2 separate regions of the Oryctolagus cuniculus genome follow, and region 2 is linked to region 1. A link is a contact called in public Micro-C data. All regions are on one chromosome and are shown on one strand. The core of a region is the stretch at or near the end of the contact, and the rest is flanking DNA. Distances in the headings are between cores, read along the strand shown. Region 1 holds the start of CFAP184 (cilia and flagella associated protein 184). Region 2 holds the start of BLOC1S4 (biogenesis of lysosomal organelles complex 1 subunit 4).

The links. Hi-C and Micro-C count contacts between places; a contact is called where the count stands out from the background.
Region 2: a Micro-C map of ear pinna shows a contact between it and region 1, with 5 times the contacts expected there. The contact joins the promoter of BLOC1S4 here to the promoter of CFAP184 in region 1. A contact is called at or near these places in 3 of 6 Hi-C or Micro-C datasets (ear pinna, psoas muscle and an unstated tissue).

What each region holds. Positions count from the first base shown.
Region 1 is chr2:3,121,154-3,128,808 of mOryCun1.1, reverse strand. It overlaps CFAP184 (cilia and flagella associated protein 184), which reads right to left and starts at 4,311. Exons shown (of 1, transcript XM_070069548.1): 1 at 2,082-4,311. The coding sequence starts at 3,908. The coding sequence ends at 2,307. It overlaps TADA2B (transcriptional adaptor 2B), which reads left to right and starts at 4,303. Exons shown (of 2, transcript XM_070069549.1): 1 at 4,303-4,806. The coding sequence starts at 4,537.
Region 2 is chr2:3,366,423-3,374,077 of mOryCun1.1, reverse strand. It overlaps BLOC1S4 (biogenesis of lysosomal organelles complex 1 subunit 4), which reads left to right and starts at 4,167. Exons shown (of 1, transcript XM_051830061.2): 1 at 4,167-5,095. The coding sequence starts at 4,221. The coding sequence ends at 4,838. It overlaps LOC100344712 (MORF4 family-associated protein 1), which reads right to left and starts at 666. Exons shown (of 2, transcript XM_051830062.2): 1 at 55-666. The coding sequence starts at 430. The coding sequence ends at 65.

The sequences.
Region 1 (7,655 bases), core at 3,062-5,561:
CTGATGCGCACAGCGCCCTCTGCTCCTGCAGCCGGGCTGCGTCCCGGGACTCGCGGCCCACGCCCCTTTGCAAGGATGCTCAGGCTGTGGGGTGAGGGCACGGCCCTTCCCCGAACGTTGTGACCTTGGGAGCAGCTGAGGTCACATCGCGGCCCCGCCCTGGAGCTGCTGGTGGCAGCGGCGCCCGCTGAAAGGAAACCCGAGTTGCACGTTGGGTTTGGCCAGAGGTCCCGACCTGGGCCCTCGGGGCTCTGGCCTCCGAGCTGCCTCTTCCTTTGCCGTGACCCCGAGGTCAGGAAGGGCAGCCGGCGCCTGTGCAGCGGCTCGTGAAGGTTAAAGTGAGAGGCTGGGCCACGGACATCGTTAACAGAAGTGGGGCTGGCACTGTGGCGGAGTGGGTAAAGCTGCCGCCCGCAGTCCTGGCGTCCTGTATGGGCACCGTTCTAGTCCCAGCTGCTCCACTTCCCATCCAGCTCTGTGCTGTGGCCTGGGAAGGCAGTGGAAGATGACCCAAGTGCTTGGGCCCTGCACCCATGTGGGAGACCCAGAAGAAGCTCCTGGCTCCCGGCTTCGGATCAGAGCAGCTCTGGCCGTTGCAGCCATCTGGGGAGTGAACCAGCGGATGGAAGACCTCTCTCTCCCTCTCTCTCTCCCTCTCTCTGTATAACTCTCTGTGTAAATCTTAACACACACGCACACACACAAAGCACTGCTGAGAGCCGGGCCCGTGCCCTCGGTAAAGCACTGTTAGCTGCTTGTACTCCCAAACCTGAAAACCGCACGGTTCCCCCTCCTGAAACACACGTCAACCGTGTGAAGCCTGGGAATGTGGGGACGCCTTGTGTCTGCATACTGAGCTGTCCCTGCACCGCGGTGGGTGGGCCCCGCCCGGCACGCCCGTGCCCCGGATCAGGGCGGGGCGAGTCCCACCTGCCCCGTGTCCCATCAGGCTCCCGGCTGAGGGATGGCTCAGACCCTGGACCCCTGCCACCGTGTGGGAGGCACTCAGGAAGTGCTGGGCTCCTGGGTCATCGTGGCCTGTGCTTGTCTGTCGTGGCCGTCTGGGGAGTGAGCCAGCGGATGGGACCTCTCTCTCTCTCTCTCTCTCTCTCTCTGCCTTCCAAACAAATAAGTCACACATCTTGAACACCACCACGAGGCGAGGTGCTGGGTGCTGGCCGCCCAGCCAGGCAGGCGAGCGCTGTGCCCAGGGGTGCGGTGTGGTCTGGGCACTGCCGTCTCCTGCCTACACTGCCCGCCCCTGGCGTTTCCTCCCTGCGTGCCCTGCTGGCGAAACGGGGCGGCCGCACAGCGCGGGCCCTGAAGGAATCCTAGCCGACTCCATTGGCTGCTTTGGAAAGCGAACCGTGTCAGCAGATGAAGCTGGGGCAGGTGTTGGCCCAGCGGTGCAGGTGCCCTGGGCCGCATCGCGGGGCCTGGCCGCAGGCTTGGCCCGGGCTCCGGGCTCCGGCTTCCTGCGAGGCGCAGTGCTGGCTCCTGGCCTTGGCCTGGCCCAGCCACAGTCTTGGGGGAATTTGGGGAGTGAGCGGCTCTCTCTCTCGCCCCGCCTCCACCAGTTTTCACAGTATAAAGCCGTTTATTTAACGGTGACGTTCTCAGCAAGGTGTGGATTCTGCCTCTCTCTGAGATGTCGGACACCAGGAGAATGGAGCTTACGACCCATTTGGGGGAGAGAGCCTGCACTCACTGCTCGTCTACACTCCTCAGCGTTCTACCAAGGATGAGGGAAGGGATCCCAGCACCCAGCTCCAAGTTAGGCCCTGGCCCTGGGCTGGGCGTTTGGGCTGACTGGGGGAGCCGGCATGTGGTGTAGTGAGTAAAGCCTGCCCGCAGTGCCGGCATCCCATATGGGTGCTGGTTCGAGTCCCGGCTGCTCCACTTCCGATCCAGCCCTCTCTGCTGTGGCCTGGGAAAGCAGAAGATGGCCCAAGTCCCTGGGCCCCTGCGCCCACGTGGGAGACGCGGAGGAAGCTCCTGGCTCAAGGGTTAGGAGAGTGCTAGTTACCTGGCAGCACCTGCACCTGGTGGAGTAGGAGCAGTGACCAACACCACACGCGCGGTACCCACAGTGAGGTTTTAATCGTCAGCCCTCCGTGTGGAAGGGGAACGGCGCCCCCTGGCGTACGCGGTTGGAATCGCAGGATCGTTCAGCCGCGGGCGGGCGCCGCAGTTTATTAACAGGGACTGGACACGCACCGGCGCGTGACCCCGCGCCAGGCGCACGGGCGAGCCGTGCTGCGCTCGGCGCTGACTGGGGAGCCGCGTCTCCGCGGGGCGCCGGGGCGTCAAGACGGCAGGAAGGCCTTGGCCTCCCTGATCTTCTGCTTGACGCCCTTGCAGGACAAGAGGAGCCCGGCGTGGTGGCGCTGCAGGGCCTCCAGGCGCTGGGTGAGCGCCGCCGTCCTGTCCACCTTCTCCTCCAGGTCGCGGAGCAGCGCCTCCTTGCCCAGCAGCCCGCACCTCTGGCTCAGCTTGACGTTGTCCACGCGCAGGCTGTCGCGGGCCTGCTTGGTCCTGGTCAGGACGTCCCTGCCCTGGGCCACCTGGGCCTCGATCTCCAGCAGTTGCGCCTTCTTGCAGGCGTTCTCCGTGTCCACGAAGTGCAGCTTCTCCCGCACGTGCGTGATGACCTGCACGTGGCTGGTCACCTTGCCCTGCAGCCGCAGCAGCTCCTCGCTGCGCTCCTCCACCTTCTCGCTGAACGTCTGGTTCTCGATCTTGAGCTGCTCGAAGTCGATGAGCAGCAGGCCGTCGGCCAGGCTCTCCTGCGCCCGCATGCGCGTCTCGAAGTGCGCCAGGCTCTGCCGCAGCTGCACGTTCTCCAGGCGCACGGCGCGCATCTCGCGCTCCTTCCTCTCCTCCAGCGCCTGCAGCTGCTCCACCTCGCGCACGGCCGCCTGGCGGCCGCCCCGCAGCCGCCCGCTGCCCATGGCCTGCAGCACCACCTGCCGCTTGAGCGCCTGGAAGCGGCGCCACTCGCGCTCCGCCCTGGCCAGCCTCTCGCCGGCCTGCCGCTGCAGCTGCGCCAGCTCCTGGTGGTACCACTCCAGGTCGTCGGCCTCCTGCTTCCGCAGCTCCTCCAGCACGGCCAGGTGCCGCACGTACGCCTGCTCCTTCTCGGGCGCCTCGGCCTCCGCGGCCCTGTCGGGCGCCTCGCCCGCCTCCAGCCCCTTCTTCCTGCGCAGCGCCTCGGCGATGCGGTGCTGCAGGTGCAGGTTGCAGCGCTGGTAGCGGCCGCGCTCGGCCAGCAGCGCGCGGTACTGCTCCAGGAGCTCGCTGCGCAGCTGGCGCTCCTGCTGCTGCTGCACCTCGGCCGACCACTCCAGGTCCTCGTAGTCGCCCGCCCGCTCCTGCGCCGCCGCCTCGGCCTGCGCGGTCGCCGCCTCGGCCGGCGGCCCGGGCGCAGCCTCGCTCGCCGTGGACGCCCGCAGGGAGGCGCGGGACGGGGCCCTCCTCTCCTCCCCCGCCGCCGCCGCCGCCGCCTCCTCTTCCTCCGCCGCCTCTGGCCGGGCCTCCGATGCCCGCTTGGCCGGCTCCTCAGCCCCGACCGTGGACAGCCTCCCCGGCTCCAGGGGCCCCTCCTCGCCCGCGGCCTCCGGGGCCTCCGGCCCTTCCGCGGCCTCGGCCTGCTCGTCCACGGGGGCGCCTCGCTCGGGGGCCTCTGCCGCCTCTTTCTCCTTCTCCTTGTCCTCCTCCTCCTCCTCTTCCTCCTTCTCCTCTTCACCCTCCCCCTCCTCCTCCGTCTCCGGCCTCGGCTCCTGCTCCGCAGGTTCACCCGGAGCCCGGGGGCCGGAGCTGGCCTCGATGTCGGATGGGCGCCAGGCCAGGCCTGCCTCGTCTCCGCTTTCCTCCATGGTGCTGACCCTGTGCTCCGTGTGGTCGTCCATCTCCGACCGGCTCGGCCAGGGCAGCGGACCTCGGCCGCAGGCTGTTAGGTTTCCCGGGGCAACCAAGGGCGCGCGCGGTGGGCCCGCCGATTGGCCCGCCAGCGGCTCGACGCCACGCCCCCTCAGCCCCGCCCCCTGAAAGCGCTGGCCAATAGCGAGCCGCGAGCGGGAGAGGCACGGAACCGATTGGGAGCGGGCGTAGGCCGGCGCCGCGAGGGGCGTGGCGCTCCGCCTCCCTCCCCGCCCGCCCCTCTCCCACCGCCAGGCCGGGGGCGGGGCGCCGCGCAGGCTCGGGGGCAGGCGGCGGCCGGCGCGCGCGGCGCGCAGGCGCAGAGCGGCGGGCCGGGTCCCCGCGCGGGGCGCCTGCGCGGTGCGGCGGGGCGACGGCTGTGGCGGCGGCGGCGGCGGCGGCGGCGGCGGCCGGGCCGGGCCGGGGCGCCTGCGAGCGGAGGCGGGCCGCGGCCCGGCGGGCCGGCGGCGGGGCGGCGCCTGGGCGGCGGCGGCCGCGGTGGCGGCGGCGGGCGGCGGCGGCTCGTGCGCGGCCGGGGCGGCGGGCCCCGCGGGCGGCCCGGCGCTGACGGCCGGCGGCGCGGCGGCGGCGGCGGCGGCGGGCGGCGAGCGGGCGAAGATGGCGGAGCTGGGCAAGAAGTACTGCGTGTACTGCCTGGCCGAGGTGAGCCCGCTGCGCTTCCGCTGCACCGAGTGCCAGGACATCGAGCTGTGCCCCGAGTGCTTCTCGGCCGGCGCCGAGATCGGCCACCACCGCCGCTACCACGGCTACCAGCTGGTGGACGGCGGGCGCTTCACGCTCTGGGGGCCGGAGGCCGAGGGCGGCTGGACCAGCCGCGAGGAGCAGCTGCTGCTGGACGCCATCGAGCAGTTCGGCTTCGGAAACTGGGTGAGCAGCCCCCGCCCGGGTCCCCGCGGGCCAGCGCGGGGCGGCCGCAGGTGCGTCCTGCGAGGGCGTGGGCCGGCCCGTGTGCTGCCCCGCCGGCTCCGGGCCTGGGCCCGCCGCCGGGCGCTCGGGAGGTGGAGCTGCACTGGACGCGCCCGGGCCGGCGGGGAGAGCCCGGGCCGGCTCCTCGGGGGTCTCCCGGCCCCCCGCCCCCACGCCCGAGCCGGGAAGGGGCACCCACCGCCCCGCGTCCCCCGCGTCCTGCGCCTCTCCGTGCGGTGAGCAGGGGCTGCCTGCGTCTCTGTGCGCAGCCCTGGGGTCTCCGGCTCCTCCGGCTGACGGTGGGCGCTGGGCCGGCCCTTCCCCCCGGAGCCCCGTCTCACTGCCCCGCGCCGGGCTCTGCTCTGTGCCGACGGCGAACGCCGGCCCTCGGCCCAGCCCGCCTTTCTTACAGCCTCGCCCGCGTGTCTCAGCGACACCGCCACTCGGGAGTCCACCCGTCACTCACGACACGCCCGTCAGGACTCCCACCCGTCTCGGGACTCCCACCTGTCACTCAGGACTCCCACCTGTCACTCACGACTGCACCTGTCACTCACGACTGCACCTGTCACTCAGGACTCCCACCTGTCACTCACGACTGCACCTGTCACTCACGACTGCACCCCTCACTCAGGACTCCCACCCGTCACTCAGGACTCCCACCTGTCACTCACGGCTCCACCTGTCACGGCTCCACCGGTCGCTCACAACACCCGTCGCTCAGCACCCCCACCGTGAACGGACACCCACCCCGGGCGCGCCTTTCCAGGACAGGTCCAGGCGCTAGCCTGCCGATGCCCCTGCTGACAGCCCGGCCCTGCCGCGCCCCTGGCGGGGTCCCCGACGGCCCGTGTCGCACACCGCCTGCGTTCGGCCTGCCCTTGCTGCGTGCCCGGTGCGCTGCCCGCCCGCCCGCACGCCCGCACGCGGGCGCTGGAGCTGTTGGCTGAGCTCCCCGTGGGCCTCGCGGGGCCTCAGCAGCCCTGGGCTGGGCCTTTGGACCAACCGGTCCGACACGGACAGGGCTGGGGAGGCGGAGCCTGCGTGCCGTGTGGCGCCTGGGGAGCCGTCCAGGTGAGGGCAGGGAGGGCCCTGGGGCGCGGCTGCCAGGGCCTGCGTGGTGCGGCGCCGGCCGGCCAGGCCGCGGGTGGTGCCGGCGCGGCTCTGGCCTCTGGCTGTGCTGCTGGGCGAGCTGCCTCACCCCTCTGGGCCTCCAGTCTGCGGCTGGAGCCGCGTGGTTCCGCCCGCGCGGGGGGCGGGGTCTCGCTGGGCCACAGCTCCGAGCCGGCGCCTGTCCAGGAGCCCGTGGCTTTTTTTTTTTTTTATTTTAAATTCTATTTCTCTTTGAACCTTTTCGTGATTTTTAATTCTATTTATCTTTGAACTATTTTTTGGTAATTTTTTATTATGTTTATCTTGGAACATTTTAAGGAAGATTTTGCTTTTATTTTTTGAAGGGCAGAGTTGGGTCCTCCGTCTGCTGGTTCACTCCCCAAGTGGCTGCAGTGGCCAGGCGGGGTCAGGCCGAAGCCGGGAGCTGCTTCCGGGTCTCCCGTCCTCGCCGCTTTCCCAGGCCACAGCAGGGAGCTGATGGGAAGTGGGGCCGCGGGACTGAACCAGGGCCCTGATGGAGTGCTGGCGTCGCAGGCGGCCGCTGTGCTCCGTGCACCGCAGTGCCGGCTCCGGTCCCGGGACTTCGTAGGTGCTGGAGCCGGGTGGCTGCGGGCTGTGGGGTTCCCGAGCCTGGGCCTGCCGCCCGGGCTCAGCACTCAGGACCCTCGAGGCTGGGGTGTGGCCAGATCCTGCGCTGGTTCCGTGGGAGCCCACGCACGGGACAAGGACAGGGCCGCGTCGGGGAGGTGGAGGGAGGAGCACGCCAGGCCAGAGGCCCCGACTTCAGCAGCAGGTCCTGGGTGAGGCTCAGCGGGAGTCGGGGGTCGCAGGCGGGGCGGGCTGAAGGCAGCCGAACCATCACAGGAGGGGCCGGGCCTCGAGGGGCCGTGGGAGTCGAGGTTTGAGTAGAATGGGACAAGCATGTGGCTTGTCTGGAATCTGGCCAGCCCGGCGCATTGCCCGTGCGCCCCGGCTCATCCTAGGAGGCAGGGGAGTCCCGAGGGAGGGCTTTCCCCGCGTGATGACAACGGCTGCCCCAGAGCTGGGGAGCCGGGGCCGTGCCGTCTCGGGGCCCTCTGTGCGCCGCCCTGCTGGACCTCGCCAGCGCCGGGTGGTGAGTGGGCGCGGGCGGGCCACAGGGAGGTGGTGTGCTGTGGCAGAGGGAGGCCAGCTTGCTGGAGCTGGGGCCTCCCCGGGCCGGCGGGGACAGTCTGCCAGCCTGGCGTGAGGCAAACGAGGCAGAAGCCGGGCCCGCTGCCCTGTGCTGCCTCCCAGCCTCCACCTTACAATGGGGAGGCAGCGTGGGCGCAGAGGGGCGCGGGCAGAGCCGGCATTGGCCTGGCCCCGCCTGACTGCTCGGCAGTCGCTCACCCCAGGGCCCCCAGGGAGCGGGGGTGTAAGGATTCCGGAGCTCCGAGGGCCCGGGCTGGCTGGGCCGTGGCAAGGGGCCCTGCCCACTTGCCAGGAGGTGTCCAGAAAGTGGAGTTCTTAGGATTGCCTTAGGGGCGCATGGCAGCAGGCCTGAGTGCGGGTGCGGAGCCTGCGGGGGCTCCCCGGGCGTGCGAGCGGGGTCAGGGACCCCGCTTTGAGAGCCTGTGTGTCAGAGAACGGAGACTACGTCTCAAAGTCTCAGACGTTATCTTTTATTTTCCTAACATTTTTATTGTAAAATGACGTAAAGGTTACCATTTCGCGCG
Region 2 (7,655 bases), core at 2,918-5,417, 250 kb before region 1:
CACGGCCGCCACTTCCGGCCCCCACCCGCGGCCCCGGCCCCCGCCCCGCCTCACCGCGCCGCGCTCACGACGACTCGCTCCGCTCTATCCGCCGCACCAGCTCCACCAGCATCTCGGCCATCTTGGCCGCCTCGCGCGCCTTCTCGTCGGCCCTGTCGGGCCTGGCCGCGCCGCCGGCGCCCGGCAGGTGGTTCAGGGCGCTCTCCTCCGACGCCTCCACCTGCGTCTTGATCTGGATGAGCAGATTGTCCATCTCCCACAGCTTGCCGCGGTTCCGCAGGGGCGCGCGCCCGTGCTCGCGGCGCAGCGCCGCGATGTCCTCGCGCATCTCGTGGATGACCGGCAGCAGGAACTGCTCGAAGTCCTCCTCCGGCTGCAGCACCGCCACCTCCTCGGGCTCCGCCAGCTCCACCGCGTCCAGGGGCCGCATCGTGCGCCGCGGCGCTCGCCTCCTCCGGGGGCGGCCGGCCAGCAGCCACCGCTGGGGTCACGGCGGCCCTCGTCGGTAGCAGCCCCGAGTACCGCTCAGTTCTCTTCTTGCTCCTAACGTTCAGTCTCTCGCTTCACAACCGCCGGGGGAGAAAACGCGTCGCTGGCAAACAGCCCCGCGCCCCCAACAAGCACCCGCGGCCGTCAATCAGCCAGCCCTGGCGTGTTTACGGCCCTTTCACGACGTACAAGGCCACTTTACGGCCACGCCTCGGCAAGATCGCGGAGCGGGCGCGCGCACGTAAAGGAGCCAGAGGCGCGCGCGCATGCGCCCACGGCCGCCGGGCTGAGCTAGTGCGAATTTAGGGCTCAGGGGTTTGCTGGTCGCGGTTTGCTCGCTTCCCGCTAGAGCGCTTCCTTCCTGGAGGGCTCGGCTTTGGTTTTTTTCAGGTAAAACCCAGCCTCTCCGTCTTTGAATAAGGCTGGCTGGTCCTCACAGCGCTTTCTGTCCAAGCAAGCACTGGCGTCCATTAAAGTTGCATTTATTTATTCGAAAGCTGGAGACGGAGAGATCGCCTCTGGACTCCTCCAAGGCCCGCAACAGCCGGAGCTGGGCCAGGCTGCAGCCAGGAACCCGGAGCCCCCCGGGTCTCCCCCGTGGCCGGGGTGGGGGTTGGGGGGGGTGCTGGTACCCGAGCCGTCTTGCGCCTCCAGGGTGCACCCAGGATTCTTGCACCCACGCACTGCAGTGTGGCGTACAGGTGTCCCGACCATTGCACCGAACCCCGACCCCGCTTGGGCGATCCGTCGAGCTCAGCGGGGAGACCGCTTAAAGCCGTGCTCTGGGTCGGAACGCGAGCTCAGCGCTCGGGGGCCGCAGCCCCACGTCTACACCGCAGCTCCCCGCAGCCCTCCCCTCTCACGCGCGGCCCACTCCCACGCTGTGTCCAGGGGAGAACTCGCTGCCCTCGGCTCTGGCCGGTAGAGCCCGGTCTCCTTCGCCCTCGGCAAAGGGCCACCTCTGCTGTCAGCCCTTCCCGGGGTTGGAGGCGAAGATCCCCGGAGTCCCGCAGGGGCCGGCCTCTGCAGCACACCGGGCCGTGAGCCTGCGTTCCGGCCCCGTTGGCCGAGACTCCCGCTCCCCGTGGCGCCGAGTGGACATCTCTGACGGCGGTGGCGAAGCCCCTCTGAGGCAGGATGCGCCGTTGGTGTGTGCTGCTCAGACGGACAGCGACCGACGGACACGATTCTCGGAATCCTTCCACTGACACCAATTCTGTTTGTTTATTTGAAAGGCAGAGTTACAGAGATGCGAGACAGAGGGGTCTCCCGTCCGCTGGTCACTCCCCCAGTGGTGCTGCCCTCCATGATCCCAGAGAGCCGTGCACGTTACAGCCACCAGAGCACGGCGGTGAGAACCGGGACCCCCGCGCTGCCCCGTGGGCGCCCCACTCGGCCACAGCCGGGCGGCTCAGACATTGTCTTCCCAGGGCAGAGGCGCTGGCAGATGTGGCTGCCGGTGAGGCACCAGCTCTGCCCCGTCTTGCAAACAGTGGCCTCCCCTGCACCTCTCACCCGCCCTCTTCTCGGGGAGGGGAGGGGAAGGGGAGCGTTCCCGAGTCTCCCACCGGATCCTGGCTCCACCCTGAGGCCGCGTTTACTCCAGACACAGCCAAACTGGCTTCGGGCTTCAGCATCCGCATCTGGGGGCGGGGCCCGGACCTCCAGGCCAAGAACATCAAGGTGGGGCAGTTTGGCCAGCATCTCGTACCCATCCAAGGACTAGACGCTGACCACGCTTGTGTGCACTCAAGAGGATCTGGGTGCACTGGCCCACAAAAGGACTGGACGAGGATTCTCACAGCAGCTTTGTTCTAACACCACCCGGATAAAACCGCCCAGGTGTCCATCAGCGGGGGTACAGGCGAGACAAACGCGCTGTAGCCGTGCACCGCCCAACAGAGACGTCTGTGTCAGTCTGGTTGTGCTGGTAAAACAACGCACAGCGGGCACTCACGCTGACACAGGTCTCGCCTGGCTCTGGAGGGTTCGGAGACCACGATCCAGGGGCTGGAGGCTCTGTATCTGCTGACGGCCACCCCCAGGCTCACAACGGCAGCTCCTTGCTGTGTGCTGACTGGTGGGAGGAGCGAGGGGTCTCCTGTCTACATCTCGTTTGTCCGGAAGATGCATTTATTTATGTGGTTATTTGAAAGGCAGATGACAGAGGGTCCACCTGCAAAGGTACACAACGGCCCGAGCTGGGCCAAAGTGAAGTCCAGCGGCAGAAACTGCATCAGGGTCTCCCAGGTGGGCGGCAGAGACTTGGTAGCTGAGCCGTCACCTGCTGCCTCCCAGGTGCACGGGATCAGGAAGCCCCATCAGAGCCAGGACTGGAGCCCGGAGCCCCGACACGGCCGCAGGCATCCCAGATGGCGTGCTCACCGCGGCTCCAACCCCCGCCCCCGCGTCCCCCTTTTAGAAGGTGGCCAGTCACATCCGAGTGACCGAATCACCGCCCCACGGCCCACCCTGACGCCGTCACCCTGGGGCAGGACTCGAGAGCACCAGCACGCAGACCACAGCGCGCGCTCATGTGGTTCCGGCCCAGGCCCTTCACGAGGTCACGCTCAGAATCCGGCTGCGGCTCTGGCTCTGCGTCCAGGCCTTGTTCCTGCGGTTACGGGAACAGGCTGGGCTCTCGCCACGTGGGTTTCTCCTCGGGCTGCTGACCACGGGGCAGCGACTGGAGGGACCGCGGCGCTACAGCGCACTGCCTCCAGCCACACACCATCACGTCTGCCTTCTCCTGCTGGCCCTGAGCAAGCACTGGGCCCAGCGGGCTGAGACACCCGTGTGGCCGGCGGGCGGTAGGACTCTCCGGAGGCTGTCCCGAGTGCTGACTGATGTCCTTGCAACATGCAAACCACACACGTACATTCAAGAACCCCAGCAGCTTCAAAATATAAAACCTCACAAGGACGTATGTCCTGAGGCCGGCGCTGCGGCACGGGTTCGCGTCCCGGCTGCTCCACTTCCGACCCAGCTCCCTGCTAGTGCACCCGGGACAGCCGCAGAAGATGGCCAAGTCCCCGAGCCCCTGCACCCGCGTGGGAGACCCGGGAAAAGCTCCTGGCCTCGGATCAGCCCAGCTCCGGCCGGGGCGGACATTTGGGGAGTGAACCAGCAGATGGAAGACCTCTCTCTGTAACTCTGCCTTCCAAATAAATCAGTCTTTTTAAAAAAGGACTTGGGTACTACGGCCTCTTCTAGCGTCCGGTTCGAGGGCAGACTTTGGTAAACGACCTAGACCTCGGCGCCTGACACTGCTCCCGCACACCCAGTGCCCCGCGTGTGTGCGGGGGAAGGGGCAGCGCAGGCTTTCCTGGGGGGCTGGGGGCCCCAGTAACTCAGGACGGCCACTCCGTCACCTGGCTCTCGGCGCCGTCACAGCGCACGCTCCGTGAACATGGCCTGCGTAGGACCACGGGCCGCCCGCCCGCCTGCTGCTTTCGCAGCTTGGGAGGAGACAGCCGGAGGCCTCCATCCCGCCCCGCTCGGGCCCCACGGCCGCAGCACAAGGCCTTGAGGCCGCCATAGCTTCTCCGAGTTCCTGTTCCGGTCCGCGTGCGTGCGCGGGCGAGCGAGCGAGCGTGCGCGCCCCCGGAGCCCGGACTCGAAGGCGGCTGCGCGTGCGCCCTGAGCGAGCACGGCGGGCGGAAGTGGGGGCGGGCGAGCGTGCGTGCGTGCGTGCGCGCGCGTGCGCGGGGAGCGCCCTGGGCCGCCCGGCCATGGCGGAGCCGCCCGCGGCCGAGGAAGCCGAGGCGCAGGGCCCCGGCTGGAGCGGCGGGGACAGCGGCCACGTGTCGCAGAGCCACAGCAGCGCCTCGGGGCCGTGGGAGGACGAGGGCCCGGAGGACGGCGCGCCGGGCCGCGACCTGCCGCTGCTGCGCCGCGCCGCCGCGGGCTACGCCGCCTGCCTGCTGCCCGCCGCCGCGGCGCGGCCCGAGGTGGAGGCGCTGGACGCCAGCCTCGAGGACCTGCTGACGCGCGTGGACGAGTTCGTGGCCATGCTGGACATGATCCGCGGCGACTCGGCGCACGTGGTCCGCGAGGGCGTGCCGCGCATCCACGCCAAGGCCGCCGAGATGCGGCGCGTCTACGGCAAGATCGACCGGCTGGAGGCCTTCGTGCGCATGGTGGGCAGCCGCGTGGCGCGCACGGAGCAGGAGGTGGCCAGGGCCGAGGCCGAGCTGGGCGCGCTGCCCAGGGCGCTGCGGCAGCTCCTGCGCAGCGTGGGCGGCCCCGGCTTCCTCGCCCGGCCGCCGCCGCCGGCCCCGCGCGAGCCGCCGGGGCTGTTCCGCACCGAGGACCACTTCCCGCGCCGCCGCGACGGGCCGCCGCTCTGAGGACCGCGCGGGGCCCGCCGGTGCGCCGCCTGCCACGGCCCCGGAGAAGCCGCCGAGCCGCCGCAGCCCTGCGGAGCGTGCTGGACGGGTCCGGTTCTCTAAGCCGCCTGCAGGCGCAGCGTCCAGCAGGAAGCCGGACAGCTCCGAGTAGCCGCGGGGTGCGCCTGCGCCGAGCTCTGGCCGCGCCTGGCCGCCGTAGCCGATGGTTGCTTTATAATCTACGTGTCAATAAAAGTTAAATTATTGTTGGTTTGGAAGTAGGCGGTGGTGTTCCCGGGAGAAAGAAAGAGGCTGGGAGGTGCCCCGTTGTCTTTTTTTAAAGATTTATTTATTTCAGGCCGGCGCCGCGGCTCGCTAGGCTAATCCTCCGCCTTGCGGCGCCAGCACACCGGGTTCTAGTCCCGGTCGGGGTGCCGGATTCTGTCCCGGTTGCCCCTCTTCCAGGCCAGCTCTCTGCTGTGGCCAGGGAGTGCAGTGGAGGATGGCCCGAGTACTTGGGCCCTGCACCCCATGGGAGACCAGGAGAAGCACCTGGCTCCTGCCTTCGGATCAGCGCGGTGCGCCGGCTACAGCGGCCATTGGAGGGTGAACCAACGGCAAAGGAAGACCTTTCTCTCTGTCTCTCTCACTGTCCACTCTGACTGTCAAAAAATATACATTTATTTTTTACTTGAGAGAGTTAGGAAAGACAGAGAGAGAGAGAGAGAGGTCTTCCATCCTCTGGTTCACTTCCCAATTGGCTGCAACAGCCAGAGCTGTGCCGATCCGGAGCCAGGAGCCAGGAGCTTTTTCCGGGTCTCCCACGAGGGTGCAGGGCCCAAGGACTTGGGCCATCTTCTACTGCTCTCCTGGGCCACAGCAGAGAGCTGGATCGGAAGTGGAGCAGCCAGGACTCGAACCGACGCCCATGTGGGATGCTGGCACTGCAGGCCAAGGCATTAACCCACTGTGCCACAGCGCAGGCCCGTGTCTTTTTTTGTTTGTTTGTTTACTTGAAGGGCAGAGTCAGAGGAGAGAGGTTGTATCCACCGGTTCACTCCCCTTGTGGCCACCAAAGCCAGGGGGCGGCCGGGAGCCAGTACTGGCCTCCACGCGGTGGCGGGGCCTAGCGCTAGAGCCGTCTTGGGCCTTCCCAGGTACATCAGCAGGGATGCGGGGGCTTGAACCGGTGATCCCGGCCAGGGCGGGGGGGAGGGGCGTGGCGGCGCGGCGTGGAGGCCGACACAGCGGGTGGTGTCGCCCTTAGCGTTCCTCATTGGGGAGGCATCGCTCACAGGAAGCAGCGCCTGGATTTAGAGGCCGAAAGCGCAGGCACCGCGGCTGGCACGGGGCAACCCCGGACCCCGGACCTGTGGCAGCCTCCTTACACACACCCGAAGGCTGTACTGGAAGGCAGTGAGTCGCGGGGAGTTAGGGCACTGCTGCGGCCGGGAGAGAAGCTAAGTCCCAGGAGGTGCCAGCCGCAGCGTGCTGTGAGCGGAGACCTTCCCAGTCCCAGGGCTCAGTTACCTGCAGCAGAGGGGGCCGGCAGATGGAGGACCTCTCTGTCTCGGCCTCTTTCTAACTCTGCCTTTCAAATAAATAAATAAATAAAACTAGGTTGAGAAAATTAGAATAGTAACCAATAGGAACGGTAATCGGCTCAGCTGTTGACTTGATTTTAAGTTTACTTGTGAGGCAGAGTGGCCGCTCCGGGTGCTGGTTCACTCCCCATTTGGCCTCAGCAGCTGAGCTGGGCCAGGCCAGGTCAGGGGCCAGGGGCCTCCGCGTGGGCTGAGCGAGGACTCGGGTTCTTGGGCGGTCACCTGGAGTGGGCAGCGGAGACGAACTTGAGTGCACGCCCTGTCCGAGGAGGACACGGCCGGCGTCCTGGTTGGCACTTAGCCGCTGTCAGGCGCTGCGTGGGGCGATGGCAAGTTCTTGTTGAGGAGGAGGAGAAAGATGGGCTCGGGATGCCGGGCAGGCAGCACAGGTCCCCGCCCCGCCAGACAGGCCAGTGGGAAGCCCAGCGTGCCTGTCCCCCACTGCCCCCTGCTCGTGGGCTGGGCTCCGTGGGCTCTGTGGGGCTTGTTGGGTTCCCAGCAGGAAGTCCAGCGTGCCTGAGCCCTGGACCAACGGGACAGGTGGCGAGGCAGACGCGGAGCTCAGTCAAACGTGTCCGCGGGAAACCAAGCTCCCTGGAGCTAAGGACGCGGAAGGAGGGTCGGGGTTCTCCCAGGAGCCCCCGGGCTGGCCTGCGCGTGCGAAGGTCAGATACCAGGGGCAGCTTCAGCCAACCCAAGCCTTAGGGGCTGCAGGTGCTCGCGGGGGTCCAGGGAGGGCGTCTCCCTTAGCCACGCCCCGGGAATGTGCAGGCCAGGCGTGCAGCATTGCCTTTCCGAGAGCAAGAACAGAGGTTTCCAAGCTTTGCAAGGTGGCCGAGCAGTCGGGGACGCGAGGTGGGGAGGGCGGGGCCGTGTCTGGTGCAGGCACAGCTGCTGCCCACCAGGGGGCGCTGCGGGAGCAGGAAAGGCCTGGGAGGGCCGGTCCAGCCTCTGCCTCCCGGAACCCAAGGCCCTGGCGTTGGAGCTGCAGAGCCCCGGGACCCTGTCCATCCTGAGGGGCTCGCGGGGTGCAGAGTAGGGGCTGCAGCAGTGGCTCAAGGCACAGAGCGGGGAGGGGCAGCACCGGCGGCCCGCGGTCTGTGGCTCTGGCCAGTGGCCTTTGCCTCTTTGGAAGGGCTGCACCCGTTTCTTTCTGTACTTGTCTGTCTGTCTCCTCCACGAGGGCACGGATGACGGCCATTGTCCATCTCGTCCATCTCAGTCCGCGGCACCG